Linked DNA regions of Oryctolagus cuniculus: all the other regions are linked to region 3. A link is a contact called in public Hi-C and Micro-C data. All regions are on one chromosome and are shown on one strand. Each heading gives the region's core, a stretch centred on a gene start, on an enhancer-like site or on the middle of the called end of the contact. The rest is flanking DNA. Distances are from core to core; before and after follow the strand shown. Region 1 holds the start of INIP (INTS3 and NABP interacting protein). Region 2 holds the start of UGCG (UDP-glucose ceramide glucosyltransferase). Region 3 holds the start of HSDL2 (hydroxysteroid dehydrogenase like 2).

Region 1 (4,747 bases), core at 1,460-3,959, 310 kb after region 3:
TGAAAGGCAGAGAAAGAGCTATTCTATCTACTGGTTCTCTCTCCAAATGCCCTTATCAGCCAGGGCTGGGCCAGGCTGAAGTCAGAAGTCTGGAAAACAGGTGGCAGAGACTCAAGGGCTTGAGCCATCACCTGCTGCACCCAGGGTGTGTGTTAGCAGATAGACAGAATCAGAAGTGGAACCAGGACTCAAACCCAAGCACCACAAAATAGGATGTGGTAACCCAAGTGCAGCTTAACCACTGCCTCAAACACTCACCCATCATTCTTCTTTTTTGAAGATTTATTTATTTGAATGGGAGGGAGGGAGGGAGGGAGAGAGAAGGAGGGAGGGGGAGAGAAGGAGGGAGGGGGAGAGAGGAAGAGGAAGAAAGAGAGAGAGAGAGAGAGAGAGAGAGAGAGGGAGAGAGAGAGAGAGAGAGAATGATCTTCTATCTGCTGGTTCGCTCCCCAAATGGCTGCAACAGCTGGAGCTAGGCTGATCCAAAGCCAGGATCCAGGAGCTTCTTCCCAGTCTCCCATGTGTCACCCATAATTTTTGCTTTTTTTTTTTTAAAACCTTAGGGTTTTTTTTAAAGATTTATTTTATTTCTTTGAAAGACAGAGTTACAGAGAGAGAGGTAGAGACAGAGAGAGAGGTCTTCCATCTACTGGTTCACTCCTCAGATGGTCGCAACCGCAGGAGCTGCGCTGATCCGAAGCCAGGAGCCAGGAGCTTCTTCTGGGTCTCCCACCCAGGTGCAGGGGCCCAAGGACCTGGCCATTCTCCACTGCTTTCCCAGGCCATAGCAGAGAGCTGAATCAGAAGAGGAGCAGTCGGGACTAGAATCGGTGCCCAAATGGGATGCCGACACTTCAGGCCAGGGCATTAACCCGCTGTGCCACAGCGCCAGCCCCCACCCATCATTTTTGAATTCTGGCCATACTAACTGCTCTATGCAAATTTTTCTCTTATTAAATTACATTTATTATACAAGTTCCTAGGAATAACAGAAATTTCAGCATGCATTAATTACCTTGTCCCGAAGGGTTTGCTGCCATCTTCGTATTTCCTGTTCAATTATATTCCGTGGCAATCAATCAGCACTTTACAATCACCTATTAAAAAATACATGTATACAAATATAAAATGCACCATGCTCTAATGACAAATTAAAAGTTGTCAAGAACAGCTAGCTGATCTATTTGCTGTTTCTTAATCTCTCCAGAAAGACACTTCTGAAATGCACAGACTTAAATTAAAATTTAAACTCTGGGACCCATGTTGTGGTGCAGCAGGTTAAGCCACAGCCTGGGAGACCAGCATCTCATGAACAGAGTTCAAGTCCGAGCTGTTCCACTTCTGATGTAGCTCCCTGCTAATGTGCCTGGTCCTTGAGCCCCTGCCACCCATGTAGGAGACCCAGATGCAGTTCCAGGCTCCTGGCTTCAGTCTGGGGCAGCCTTGGCCATTTGGGGAGTGAACCGGCTAAGGGAAGTTATCTCTCTCTGTAACTCTGCCTTTCAAACAAATTAATAAATCTTAAACAAACAAAACTGTGTAAGCCTTAAGCCTCTAATTAAGTAGAACATTCATGGTTTATTCTCAAAAGATGTGAATGCCAACACTTAACAGCACTCTATCTTCAATATAATACAGTAGTAGGTTGTGTTTACCGAATACACCAACCAGTTGATGGTGTCCATACCATCACAGTGCTGGGAAGAAAAACCAGCCACCTACGGTACCCTCCATGCATTCAAGACATGTCCAGCAACTAGCACTGAGTTCGAGGGGCTCAACACTGATCAAGACCTACTCTGTACCAGGCGCTGTGTAAGATGCTTGATATTAGTCCTTTAATTTATCACCGCTGTGCAGTCTAGGAGCCTCCGTCCAGCGGGTCACTAAGAGGTAAGAATACATCGGGCTGCTGGTTTACAAGCCTCGTGCTTTTGTCTGAGCCCCGGAAAGATCCCAAGATGAGCAAGGAACGCACAACACAGTAGGAACGCCTAAGACTCATTCAAACAACCGCAGTAAAACAGCTGGACAAACGCCCTTCGCACCGCGGGGACGGTGCCCCGCAGGTAGAGAGACCGCAGTGGTGACCCACGCTTCCTGAGAGCCGGAGAAAGGAACAAGGGCCTGAAGACAGACGCCGGTTGCTAACAAGCGACCCGCTAGGCGTCTCCAGGGGCTGGACCACAGGTAGAGCGAAGCCGGCGAGGCGTGGAGGACCACAGGGCCGTCTCAGCATTTGGCACGCTAAGCAGGGAGAGAACGGGGCTGGACCGGCATTTCTGAAGGGTCTCTGCCCACGGACGCGGTGGGCAGGCTGGGCGAGACCAAGGAAGCGGCGGACGCAAGAAACGTTTGGAGCAAGGTCGGCGGGGAGGCCGATGCCCTGTAGCAACCCACACGGCTGCTGGCGGGGCCGCACGCCTGGCCCCACTGGGGATCCTACTTACCCAGGACGCGAGCGCAGCCAGGCGGGCCTGGCAGTCCGACCTCGGCTGTTAAGGGGGCGCGACCACTTAAGACAAACGCCGCCCAACGTGCCGCACTACAACCTTCCCGCCCCCGCCGCGCTTCCGCCTCCTGACTGACGTGCACCCCAGGGAGCGGAAGTCCCGCCTCCCGCCTGGACCCTACGGTCGCCGTCACAGCGATCGGCGTTTTAATGGTCGCCTCGGTGCAGACGAAGCTCCTTGTCCGAAGAGTGACAGCCGAAGAGACTCATGGGAGATGCCGGCCGTACTGTTGGGAGCGGGACCCGCATGGGGGCGGGACCCAGGGCGGGGTTGCGAGTCGGGGGGCGGGGCTACCAGGCAAGGTGGGTCCCTAGCACCCGGGTCAGGGGCTCCGGAGAGAGAAAAGGCACCCCACGTGCCGCATCTCGCCGCCGACGGTGCGCATCCACCTCGGCTGGGCTTCCCAGGGTGAGTCTTCAGAGACTGAACTCACAATCCAGCTTTGACAACCACCTCGGATTGCGCGTCCACACATACCCACAAATCGTGGATATTTTTCGTAATTATACCTTAGAGAAGTTTTTATTGGTGTATAATAACCTACACTTCAAAAATGGGAGTGCCGCAAGTTAAAAAAAAAAAAAAACACCAAGACATTACTTGTGGTGTCACCCGATGCCAGATTCCAACACAATTGCCTTATATTAATTTTATTTATTTTCATGCATTTGAAAGGCCGAGAGACAGAGGGAAATTGTCTGTCTTTCACTCCCCAGAGCCCACAACAGCTGGGGCTGAGCCAGGTCAGAGTAGGGGAACTGGATCCCACCATCTCCCATGCGATTGGCAGGGACATATGTACTTGAGCATCATCCGGGTATGCAGTAACAGAAAACTGGAATTGGAAACAGAGCCAAGACTTGGACCCAGGCACTTCTATATGGGATGTGGGCATCCCAAGAAGCATCTTAACAGCTGCCCTTACACATTTCCTTTAAAAGGGAACCATAGATTGATGTGTGTCACCTATTCTGTGGTCCCTAGTACACATCTTTGCTAGATTTCAACTTTTTTTTTTTTTTGGACAGGCAGAGTGGACAGTGAGAGAGAGACAGACAGTGAGAAAGGTTTTCCTTTGCCGTTGGTTCACCCTCCAATGGCCGCCACAGCCAGCGCACTGCGGCCGGTGCACCGCGCTGATCCGATGGCAGGAGCCAGGCGCCTCTCCTGGTCTCCCATGGGGTGCAGGGCCCAAGCACTTGGGCCATCCTCCACTGCACTCCCTGGCCACAGCAGAAAGCTGGCCTGGAAGAGGGGCAACCGGGACAGAATCCAGCGCCCCAACTGGGACTAGAACCCGGTGTGCCGGCGCCGCAAGGCGGAGGATTAGCCTAGTGAGCCGCGGCACCGGCCGAACATTTGCTTTTAATAATTGATGTTTGCTCAAGTGTAAATGTTTATGCTGCACAATTTAATTGTGCATGGACCCATGACTGAAATAATAATTTGAACATCACACATTTATTTCCTCCATATTAAGCAGTGATTGAGTGCTTTCTACATGCCAAGTGATCAGCTTGGGTCCTGCCATTCCCTGATTTGTATGTGGGAGACTTGGAACTGTTGAGTCCCTTGCTGTATGTCAAGCAGTGAGCTGAGAGCCAAAGGACACAGCTCTGCCAGGTGCTAAGGCCCAAGTTCTTAACGTCTCACACCGTGTTCTGCTCTGGAGGGAGGGATTCCTCTGGGATCAGCTCTTGCTGACTACTTCAATCCAGGTCTGAAGCATAATGTATGAACACTTGGTGGGAGGCCAGGATCTCTTTTCAGCTAAGAGGCCTTGGCGTGACTAAAAAGATGACTGAGATGTATGTGGCCCATAGAACCCTCGGAGAGTATTTCTGTTTTGTTGCCAGACTAGACAATATAGAAAGTAGGGATTCAGAAAGCTCCAGTCTAAGTCCCAAATGGGCATTCTGAACAAAGCTTGTTCAAGAAAGGGGAGTGGGGAGCAAGTTCTGCCCCCCAGAAAAACAGCTTTGTTGTTTTCTGTACAGATTCATCAATAGCTTGTAAACTTGGTCCCAGAGTTAGGGGAGCATTAAGATAACATTTGACTTGCTGCTGATTCTTCTGTCCTTTACTTGGTGGGTATTAACCCTTGAAAGCCTTCGGTCTTCTCCTGTGTGAGTTTTTGGAACTTCTCTTTAACAAGAATTTTAACACAGCAGTTAACAGTGGGTTAGTTTACTTAAGTGCACATCCAGGCTTTGCCACTAAATGATTGCAAGCCC
Region 2 (5,119 bases), core at 311-2,810, 480 kb before region 3:
CTTGGCTGCTCCACTTCTGATCCAGCTCTGCTATGACCTGGGAAAGCAGTAGAATATGGCCCAAGTCTTTGGGCCCCTGAACCCATGTGGGAGACCCAGAAGTAGATAAAGACCTCCCCCCCCCCCCCGCCTGTGTCTCACTGTAATTCTGCCTTTCAAATAAATAAATAAACCTTAAAAAAGCTATTAAACATCCGAAACTGATTCTCAATGTAGAAACTATTTTTCTAAATTGTAGTTTATCATTTAATTGTGGACTGAGATAGCTCATTCAATCATCATTATCTATAAGAAATAGCAATAAGAAACCACTTCTTTTCGAAATTGGACACAATTCTGAAATCTGCCAAGATAGGTCATGGAGTGTTTAAAAGGAAATAACTTGAAATAATAAACATTGTTTAAACAAAACCACCGAGAAACAGTATAAACTCATCTGGGCTAAAGAAACAAAATCTCCCTCGATGGGCATTTTAAAAATAAACACTGGTTACCTTACTGTCCAGGGACTCTTTCCATTTTAGAGCAGTGACCATCAACCTGGACAATTACATTTTTCTAATAGTTAGCTAGCCACATTTTAAGTTTTTTGAAACGTGAAACTCATTTTTAACCTAATATATCCAAAATGTATCGTTTCAGCGTGTGCGTCATCAAGATACCACGCATTAACGAGATGGCCTTGAACCTTGGGGGCGAATTAACACAGCACAACTCAGTCTGAATTTGCTACACGCTAGGGGCTCGCGTGGCCCCATGTGGCTACCGTTTTGGCCAGCACGGTCTTAGAGGGCCTGATTATCATTTGATTCTTCACATCCTGAACTTGGGAATTCCATTTATAATACACACCGTCTCTAAAACGCTCAGAGCTCTGTGAGGCACCTGGAGCTTATTTTGCTCTTGGGTCCGTTTCGATCCAAGATCCCACAGCATTCAGAGCAGCGAGGACGGAAGGCAAAGGGAAACCCTGGCGCGAAGGAACGAGGGCTGGTAGCCATGCCCGATCAGGAGGCTGCAGACGCAGCGAGCCCAGCTCGGGAGGCTGCCCGGAGCCCCGTGCCTTTTTCTGGGGGCGCCCGGGAGCTGCAGAGCCACAGATACAGCGACAGCAGCCTCCGACTAGACACCAGGTGCCGAGCCGCAGCCGCAGCCGAGGGACCTGGCCAGGGCTGCAGCGTTGCCGGTCTCGGCGCCTCCGCCCGGGACTGCCGGGTGCACAGCAGCGAAAACCCGAGCGGGTGCAAGGCCCGTCTGCGCCCCACCAGGGAAGCCGCCCAGGGGCGCACTCGCGCCGGCGACGCTGCGGGCGCGCGGGCGGCGCGGTGGGCGGGCAGGAGCGGGCGCACCGCCCCCGGGGGGCGGGCGCCGCGGGTCCAGAGGGCGGAGGCGGGGCGGGGCGCGCCGGGGAGTCGGGGCGCGGGCCGCCGGTTTCCATTAGTGCGCGGACCTGCGGCGGCGAAGCAGAGCGGCTGAGCTACGCGGCCCGGAGCCCGGCGGGGAGGCGGCGGGGCGACAGCAGGTCGTAGGGACCGACCCGCGGCCGCCGGCGTCGGGAGAGGCGAGCCCGGGTGCTGGGCAGCGGCTGCCCTGACCACAGAGCGCGGCCCCGCAGCGCCCGCAGCCGCGAGCGCGCCGAAGGCAGCGCGCGGGCAAGTGCGCGCGGACGGGGGCGCGCAGGCCCTGCCCGCCCCTTCCGTCCCCACCCCCCTCCTCCCCTTCCTCTCCCCCACCTTCCTCTCGCCTCCCTGCGCCCCCGCATCGGGCGCCCACCCAGTCCTCCTCCGGCGCGAGCGCGGGCGGCGGCGGTAGCGGCCGGAGCGGGCCGGGCCCGGCCGGCGGGCCGGGGGATGGCGCTGCTGGACCTGGCCCTGGAGGGAATGGCCGTCTTCGGATTCGTCCTGTTCTTGGTGCTGTGGCTGATGCATTTCATGGCCATCATCTACACGTGAGTGAGAGGCAGCCGGAGCAGCTCGTGGCGGGGTCCGGCCGGGTGGACAGGCGAGGGCGGGAGGCTTTTTGCGCTTTGGAGGGCACTGGAGTTGGGTGGGGGTGGAGACAGCGGATGCCCAGGCTGATCCCCCCCATCCGCTCTCCCCTTGGCCCGGTTGAGCGGGGGTCCTTGTAGGGGGAGGGGTGGGAGAGGATCGTGTTGGGCTGCTGGGTTGCAGGCGGCTGCAAAGCCAGAGCAGAGGAGGCTGCTCTTACGTGTCAGGCGGAAGGCTGCTGGCTGGGTCTGATTGTGTGGGGATCCGTGTGATGTTTCATCTGGGCCAAGACGTATGGTGGATTGTTTTCTCTCTCGACCTGGGCTACGTCCCTGTTACGATGGTGATCGTTCCCGCTCTTCTGGTAGCCGCTGCCCGCGTCCTGGAGACCCCCCTGTGGATTCTCTGCTTCCTAGGAGAGCTCTCTGTTCTCAGAAAGGTGTGAAGCACCTGTCTACCTCAAAAAAAAAAAAAAAAAAAAAAAAATGTCCACCAGACCTCCGAGCTGGCGCTGTAGCTCTGTTGTCCCGGGTTCTACAATGCAGTTTGATTTTCTCTCCTATTTTCGATTCCTCATCAGTGGGTCTGTTTAGATCTGTACCCTCCGTCCTGCTGCCTAGGTCTCTTCAGCCTTCATGTAACACATAGTTCTTGAGGCCTACAGATCCCATTCACCGTCTTGGGGCTGGGGACACAACAGAGAGCAGGACAGAATTCCTGTTCTCGTGGCGCTTCCATTGAAAAGGAGGAGGCAGATCACCCAAGTCCAGATAGTGATAAAAAAAAAAAAAAAAACTGAATAAAAAAGAACAGCATGAGGGGGATGAATAGAGACTTGAGGCGTGCGACTAGTTTTGCTGTTTCAAGAGTTAAGCTGTGTTTAAAATGAAATCTATGTCAATGAATGAAAGAATTGCGTAGAGCACATAGTAAGGATGCACATAGCTTTTTAGCCTGCAAAAGAAAAAAAAATCTTTATCACCAGCTAGAATGGGGTATATGTTAGTTGAAGAGAAGGAGGGTTTTAAGAAATTTATTACTTTTAGCTTTTCCTAAGTACAGAGAAGGTGTGCCTTTCCTTTCCTGGAATGCATGGTGTTAGTATTGGGCGGCATTTCTGGGGCCTGGAGAAAGATCCGCTGCTTGTGCAGATGCATTGGTGTATCTTTGGAGGTGAGGGAAGCCTCTTGGATATTGTTGGTCTTCATTTTTGGAGTTTGTGAGCTGTAGTCACTGAAGACATTGTGCAGTTCATTTTTTTTTTTTTTTTTTTTTTTTGACAGGCAGAGTGGATAGCGAGAGAGAGAGAGACAGAGAGAAAGGTCTTCCTTTGCCGTTGGTTCACCCTCCAATGGCCGCCATGGCCGGCGCACCGCACTGATCCAAAGGCAGGAGCCAGGTGCTTCTCCTGGTCTCCCATGGGGTGCAGGGCCCAAGCACTTGGGCCATCCTCCACTGCACTCCCGGGCCACAGCAGAGAGCTGGCCTGGAAGAGGGGCAACCGGGAAAGAATCCGGCACCCCGACCGGGACTAGAACCCGGTGTGCCGGCGCCGCTAGATGGAGGATTAGCCTATTGAGCCACTGCGCTGGCCGTGCAGTTCATCTTTAATGTGTGAGTTCTTTAAAAACAATGTTGTTACTTTTTCAGTGATAACAATTTAAAAATAATTTCTATGTAAGGATTCAGACCACACAGAGAAGAATGAAGAAATTTAAAACATACATCAAAACTATCATTCCAATTACTTTCTCTCTCTCTCTCTCTCTCTCTCTGCACGTGTGACTGAGAGAGACAGAGCGGCAGGGAGAGGAACAGAGAGAAGGGAGTCATATGGTTATTATTTGTAACCTGCTCTCAAAATTCATCCATTTACAAAATGCTTACTGAGAAGCCAAATTGTCTGAGGCACTGTTCTAGGTGCTGGAAATGAGTGAAGACACACCAGGCCCCAGTTGCCATGGAGCTGCCTTGTAAAATCTCATGATTTTTTTTTTCATGTCAGTAAATGAATGATCTCTGCATTATTTTTAATAGGTGCATGGTATTTTAGTTGATGAGGTACTACTATTTACTCTTGATGGGCATTTAGGTGGTTTTTGGTTTATGGCGATTACAAACACTGATGAATTCATGTGCATGCATCTTTGGGAGATGGTCTCCTTAGTTTACATTTCTGAAAGAGGAAGGAATCACTGGGCCAAAAGTGGTGTACGTTTCAATCTTTGATACATCTCGCAGCATAGAAATGTTGTATCTATTTATAGTCCTGGTAACGTTGTATGATGGTACCCACTTCCCTTTAATAGTCACTATCTTTTGTCTTAATTTCATGCCTTTAATTACAAGTTACACTGAATACTTTTTCATATTTGTTTGCTAGTTACATTTAATTGTATGTTACATGTTTAATCCTTTGCCTGTGCTGCAATTTGTTGCTGAATTTTTTTTGTTGTTATTGCTATGGAGGTAGCTTTTCTACCTGTCATATGTTACAGTTATTTTCCCTCTGTTTTGTCTTTCAACTTTGTATCTGTCTTATATTTAATGTAGAACCTTGGGTGTGTGTAAGTGTGTTTTACCTGGTAGTCAAAGTCTTTCCTGTTTTCTGACTCTGGTGTAATTTTTCTGTCTTCCCCATCTTCCCCGCCCCGCTCCGTTGTTATATATGTTAGTCTATGTTTCCCTTTAGTATTTCGACTTATCTCTCTTCATATTTTAAAACATTTTAATTTTTTAACTCACCTAATGTTTTACTTTGTTATACCATGAGATCTGAAGTGCTAATTTTAGTTTAATTTGTCCAAAAATTTTAACTTGTCTCCAATTCATTTACTGAATGACTGGTTATTCCACTGTTAGGAAATACTGTCTTTATTACAGAATAGATTCTTTTTTATATTTGGGAATGTTTTAAGACGTCCAAAACCATTTCATAGATTTCTTAGTTCTTGAACCACTATCCACTGTTTTAACTCATGAAATTTTATTATCTGGTGAGGAAAGTTATTTATTCTTTTGAAAAATTGTTTGTCTTTTTGCACATTTTTACTTCCGGATGAACTTTAGAATCATTTTTGCAGACTCCTAAATAATCTGGTTGGGTTTTTGTGGTTGAAAATGTTAAATTT
Region 3 (4,918 bases), core at 1,243-3,742:
CAAGCTCTTGGAAAGTTCTTGAATCTCTTTTCATTCCCACTACTACCGCCTTAGTTCAGGTTATCTACTGGTTGTTTGTTTTTTTTTTTTTCCTTCACATCTTACTATGCCGTACACTTCTAAATGTCTTGTGTGCCTCCATTTATTCCCAAGCTAGTCTTTATGCTGCAGCCAGTAGCTTCCTTCCTAAATTGTTCTTTCTAAGCCAAGATAATTCATCTTCTAAATGCAGCTTTGGGAGCTAGCACTAAGGTGTAGCAGATTAAGCCACTGCCTGAGATGCCAGCATCCCATATAGGTGCAGGATTGAGTCCTGGCTTCTTGGTTTCCAATTCAACTCCCTGCTAATGGCCTGGGAAAAGCTGCCAAAGATGGCTCAAGTGCTTGGGTCTCTGCCACCTACATGGGAGACTTAGATGAAGCTCCTGGCTTCTGGCTTTGACCTGATCCAGCCCTGGCAGTTGCCTTCTGGGGAGTGAATCAGTAGATGGAAGATCCTCCCTCTCTGTCTCTTCCTCTCTCTCTGTAACTCTGGCTTTAATAAATACATCTTTTTTTTTTTTTTTTAATGGAGTTTTAACTATGTCCACAGGTCCTCTCCTTCCTCCCCCTCCTCCTACCTCTGGTATTAATCTAATGCTAGATTAATCAGGCCAATTGGGTAGGTCATGGTTATCTCCAGATCACATTTTAATACTACTCAATATGTCACATAAAATGGATTTAACTTAAACTTGCTTAGTAAAACTACCTCTAATAACTTAGGAATAAATTTGCCTTCTACAAAAACCATCTAAATGTATAAAAATAGTGTTAGTACAGGTGTATAGGTTCACAAAAATAGAAACTTAGCTGAGGTTTTTTGTTTTGTTTTGCCTTAGCTGAGTTCTCTTTTTTTTTTATAACAAATGGATATACAAGTACACAATTCAACCAAAAAGAATCTAACAGACGATGAGTATCAGAGCTCTCAAAGGGGAGAGAACATTTTAGATTTCACTCGCTGTATCTGACAGATTTATACACATATCAGCAAAAGCACCCAAGACTGAGTGGAAAGCATTTACCATCTAACAGCCCCTATGACACTCTGGCCAAATCAGTTACTATTTGCAAGGCTCTAAAGAACTCACTGGCTGCTCGCCCTACCTCCAGAGTCGGCACAGAGACCTCGTCCTTTTTATCTTCCTCACCTGCGTCACTGGTACCTACTAAAGAAATTCCTCCGTAGCCGCCAAGGACCATATCACGCATCACAAGTCAGAATGCCTAGGGGCTTGGCAGGTAATACAGACTCAGCCAGGACCGGCCCATCCCCTCTCCTGGTGCGTTTCCTCGACAATCTGCCCAGCATCCGGACGCACGCGACTTTGTCACGTCTCCCTTCAAGCATGCCACTGCGTTCGGTTCAGTAGGGTCGCTGGGTCACGTCCGAGGTACACTCCCGAAAGCAGAACGGAATCGTAGAGTTGCCCTCACTCCATCAGTCATTTCTGGAGGAAAAATGTCCCTCTCCAAATCTGGCTTTCGTTGCAGACCTTTCGACCGAGAAGAGAAAAACACGGATTTATTATGCACTCTTCAGCGCGACGTTTGCAGGGGGAGCTGTGGTCCAGCGGCCGCCTGCACCTCACAGGCTGTCTACGGACGCTGGGGACCTGGCGTGTTATATACTAATGTTAGCCGTCGCAGAACACACCGGACACCGGAGTAAGGGAAAAAGGGCTTATTGGGGAACACCCTACAGACCGGAGTGAGGGGCGGCGAAGGAAAGAAAGAGAAGGAGACTATCAGAGACAGAGACAGAGAGGAGGAGAGGAGACAAGAGAGCACGTGTTCAGGACAGGCCCTTTTAAAACTTTGCCCGAGGGCGGGCAGGGAGGCCGGAGCAGCGAATCCCATTAGGATGGGGGTGGAGCCTGGCTCAGGTAGCTGGGCCATGCGGCCACCTGGCTACAACTGCGCCAGGTGCGGCTGGACAGTGGAAACGCGACGCTGACCGGAAGTCCACTTTCTGTCGAGGCCAAGCGTGCGCTGCGCGGGACCTCTGAACGAGCGCCTGCAGCCGGACGGAGGGAGGGGGCCGGGGCCCAAGTCCCCGGGTCAGGGCCTGTCACGGAGGTGCCAGTCCCCGCGGCTCAGGGGCCACAGTGAACTACCCGAACGGTCATCCTCCCAGCCCGCAGCTGGCTCTACCCACACAGCGACACAAGCGGGCACCGCCAGAGCCCGGGCTAGGCTCACGTTAGCGAATGACGCTCTCGGTACGCTAGAGGCCGCCGGGAGACCGATTGTCACCGTCGGGACCCGTGCCGGGGGCGGGGCGGGGCGGAGGCGCGCCTCAAGGCGCCTGCGCAGACAGCCGGCTCCCTGGGCCCCGACTGCGAGGGGGGCAGAAACAAACGCCGAGCGCCGGCGAGGTCCACTGTGTGCGCAGGCGCACGCAGTCACCCCCGGCTTCTGAGGAGCGCCCATTTCCGGGCCCGCCTCCGGGCGAGGCCTCGGGGGAGGCGGGTCCCAGGGGCGGGGCTAAATGCGAAAGGGGGTCCACCTTGCATTCTCAGCTCGCCGCCGCCGCCGCCGCCGCCACCGCGTCCTGTGAACGGCGAAAGTCATGTTGCCCAACACGGGGTAAGGGAATGGGGGCGTTTCGGGGAGACACTTGGCCGGGCGGAGTGGGTCGCGGCAGCTGAAGGGTCAGTAAAGCTTGCCCTGCGGGCCGCTCTCGGACTGCGGTCCACGCTGCGTCCCCACACAGTGCAACAGCGCGTGTAAAGGAACCCGAAGTTGTGTGTTCCCGAGTGGCAGCGGCGTGAAAGTCCCTCCCGCCGGCAAGGGTCGGCAGGGGCTTCCCCCGCCGCCCCCAGGGCCGGCCCGGCCTGGCCGCGCGAGTTCTGGGTGAAAGGTCACCGGAGCTGGTGACCTCAGCTCTGCGGCGGTTCTGAGCGCTCGGATTCTAGAATGAGAAGGTAACGGAGTGCTTCAGGGGAGATCTTTAAATCAGCAACACAGTAAACCAGCCTTCAAATATGAGTACGTTTTTGGGAAAGAAATGTTCTTTTCCACTTTAAAATATACGTATCATAAAGTTCGCCATCTGAGCTGTTTTTAAGCTGAGTGGTGTTAAGTGTAATTCAACATTGTTGTGCTACCGGTCTCCACAACTTTTTCATCGTGCAAAACCGAGCTTCTGCACGGCCACCGTCCTACTTGCTGTTTGTGTAAAGTTTGGGAACTTTGAGCCAGGTGACGTGTTGTCCTTTCCTTACAGGGTTCAAAAGGGTGTAAGATAAAAAGTGAGTTTTTTTTTTTTTTTTTTAATCTGTTTACTTGAGAGGCGTAGTTACAGAGCGAGGGAGAGACACAGAGGTCTTCCATCCACTGGTTCACTCCCCAGATGGCTGCACCGATCAGGGGGATGAATTGGAAGTGGAGCAGCTGGGACCCAGAACCGCTGCCCATAAGGGAAGCTGGCTCTGCAGGGGACGCTTACTCTCCTGTGCCACGGGGCGGGTCCTCCTTCATCCTTAAAAATCCAGTCCTCCAGTTACTTTCTGATATGTTTCTATTCTGTGCTTTAATAGACATGTTTCCTATACCACCCAGACATGTATCTTAAACAATGTAGCAAATTCCATTCTTGGCCTTGCTGCTTTTACTTCATATACACAGATTTTCAGGATAAGTAGATCTTCCTCCCCTCAACTCCACACCCCCCCCCCCCCATTTTTTCTTTAAAGACAGAGTTACAGAGAGAGAAGGAGTTACAGAGAGAGAAAGAAAGAGATCTTACATCTGCTGGTTCATGCCCCAGATGGTCACAACAGCCAGAGCAAGACCAGGCTGAAGCCAGGAGTGTCTTCTGGGTCTCCCACATGGGTGGCAGGGACCCAAGGACTTGGGCCATCTTCTGCTGCTTTTTCCAGGCACACTAGCAGGGAGCTGGATGAGAAGTGGAGCAGCTGGGATTTGAACCAGTGGTGCCCTTATGGCAATCAGGTGTTGCAGGCTGTGGCTTAACCCACTATGCAGCAACACTGTCCTTATGCAAAACTGTTTTCATTACTGTAGTTTTATAAACCTTTAATATTCTTGGAAGGGCATTTCCTGCCTCATTTGAATGATTTTTGGGTTTTGAATGATTTCCAGGGTTATTCTTGAGTATTCTTTCAAATGAACTTTAGAATAGTTTAACTATTTTTGCAATTATTCTTTTTAAAAATTGCTAAAGATTTCAGATTTTATCACATTTATCTTGATTTTTTTTTTTGAGATGCCAGATAATTTTAGTCTATTGAAGTGTAGGTTAATTGTACATTCATTAAGTTTTAGCTGTCTGATATTAGTGGTCTCGAGCAGTTTGGAATCTTTGTTGGAGGTGCTGTGAATACCTCCATTGTGGTAGTAATGCTTTGGAGCGGAGGAGTTCCTTAGTGGAAAGTCCTGCCCACTCTTGCCTTTCTGCCAAGGCCTGAGACTCTGTAAAGAGGAAAATGCCCTTTGTCCTATTGGGAATCAGTCCAACTAGGGCAAAGGGAGGAGGATTTTTAAAGCAATAGTTGGGTCATTTTCATGAAGCACGTACATTAACAAATTACCTGAGGAGTGCACATTTTGCCTAGTTGTGAAGATTCCACATCCATGTCAGGGAGCCTGGGGTCGAGTCTCCATGCTGACTCCTGACTCAGCTTCCTCCTAATGTAGATACACTCTGGGAGGCTCTAGGTAGTGGCTCAAGCAGTTGGGTCTCTCCACTCATGTGGGAGACCTGGATTGAGTTCTCAGCTACTGGCTTTGGCCTGGGCCTGGTCTAATCTAAGCTGTTGCGGGCATTTGGGGAATGAACCAGGGAATTGTGCTATCTCTGTTTATCTGTCTCTTTCTGCATCTCTCTGCTTCTTAAATAAATAAATAATTT

Evidence for each region. Hi-C and Micro-C count contacts between places; a contact is called where the count stands out from the background.
Region 1: a Micro-C map of ear pinna shows a contact between it and region 3, with 6 times the contacts expected there. The contact joins the promoter of INIP here to the promoter of HSDL2 in region 3. A contact is called at or near these places in 3 of 6 Hi-C or Micro-C datasets (ear pinna, psoas muscle and an unstated tissue).
Region 2: a Hi-C map of an unstated tissue shows a contact between it and region 3, with 3 times the contacts expected there. The contact joins the promoter of UGCG here to the promoter of HSDL2 in region 3. A contact is called at or near these places in 2 of 6 Hi-C or Micro-C datasets (psoas muscle and an unstated tissue).

The regions. Positions count from the first base shown.
Region 1 is chr1:216,266,715-216,271,461 of mOryCun1.1, forward strand. It overlaps INIP (INTS3 and NABP interacting protein), which reads right to left and starts at 2,710. Exons shown (of 5, transcript XM_002707972.5): 1 at 2,451-2,710; 2 at 1,016-1,097. The coding sequence starts at 1,040.
Region 2 is chr1:215,475,207-215,480,325 of mOryCun1.1, forward strand. UGCG (UDP-glucose ceramide glucosyltransferase) reads left to right here and starts at 1,561. Exons shown (of 9, transcript XM_070055584.1): 1 at 1,561-1,948. The coding sequence starts at 1,851.
Region 3 is chr1:215,956,470-215,961,387 of mOryCun1.1, forward strand. It overlaps HSDL2 (hydroxysteroid dehydrogenase like 2), which reads left to right and starts at 2,493. Exons shown (of 11, transcript XM_008249545.4): 1 at 2,493-2,631. The coding sequence starts at 2,615.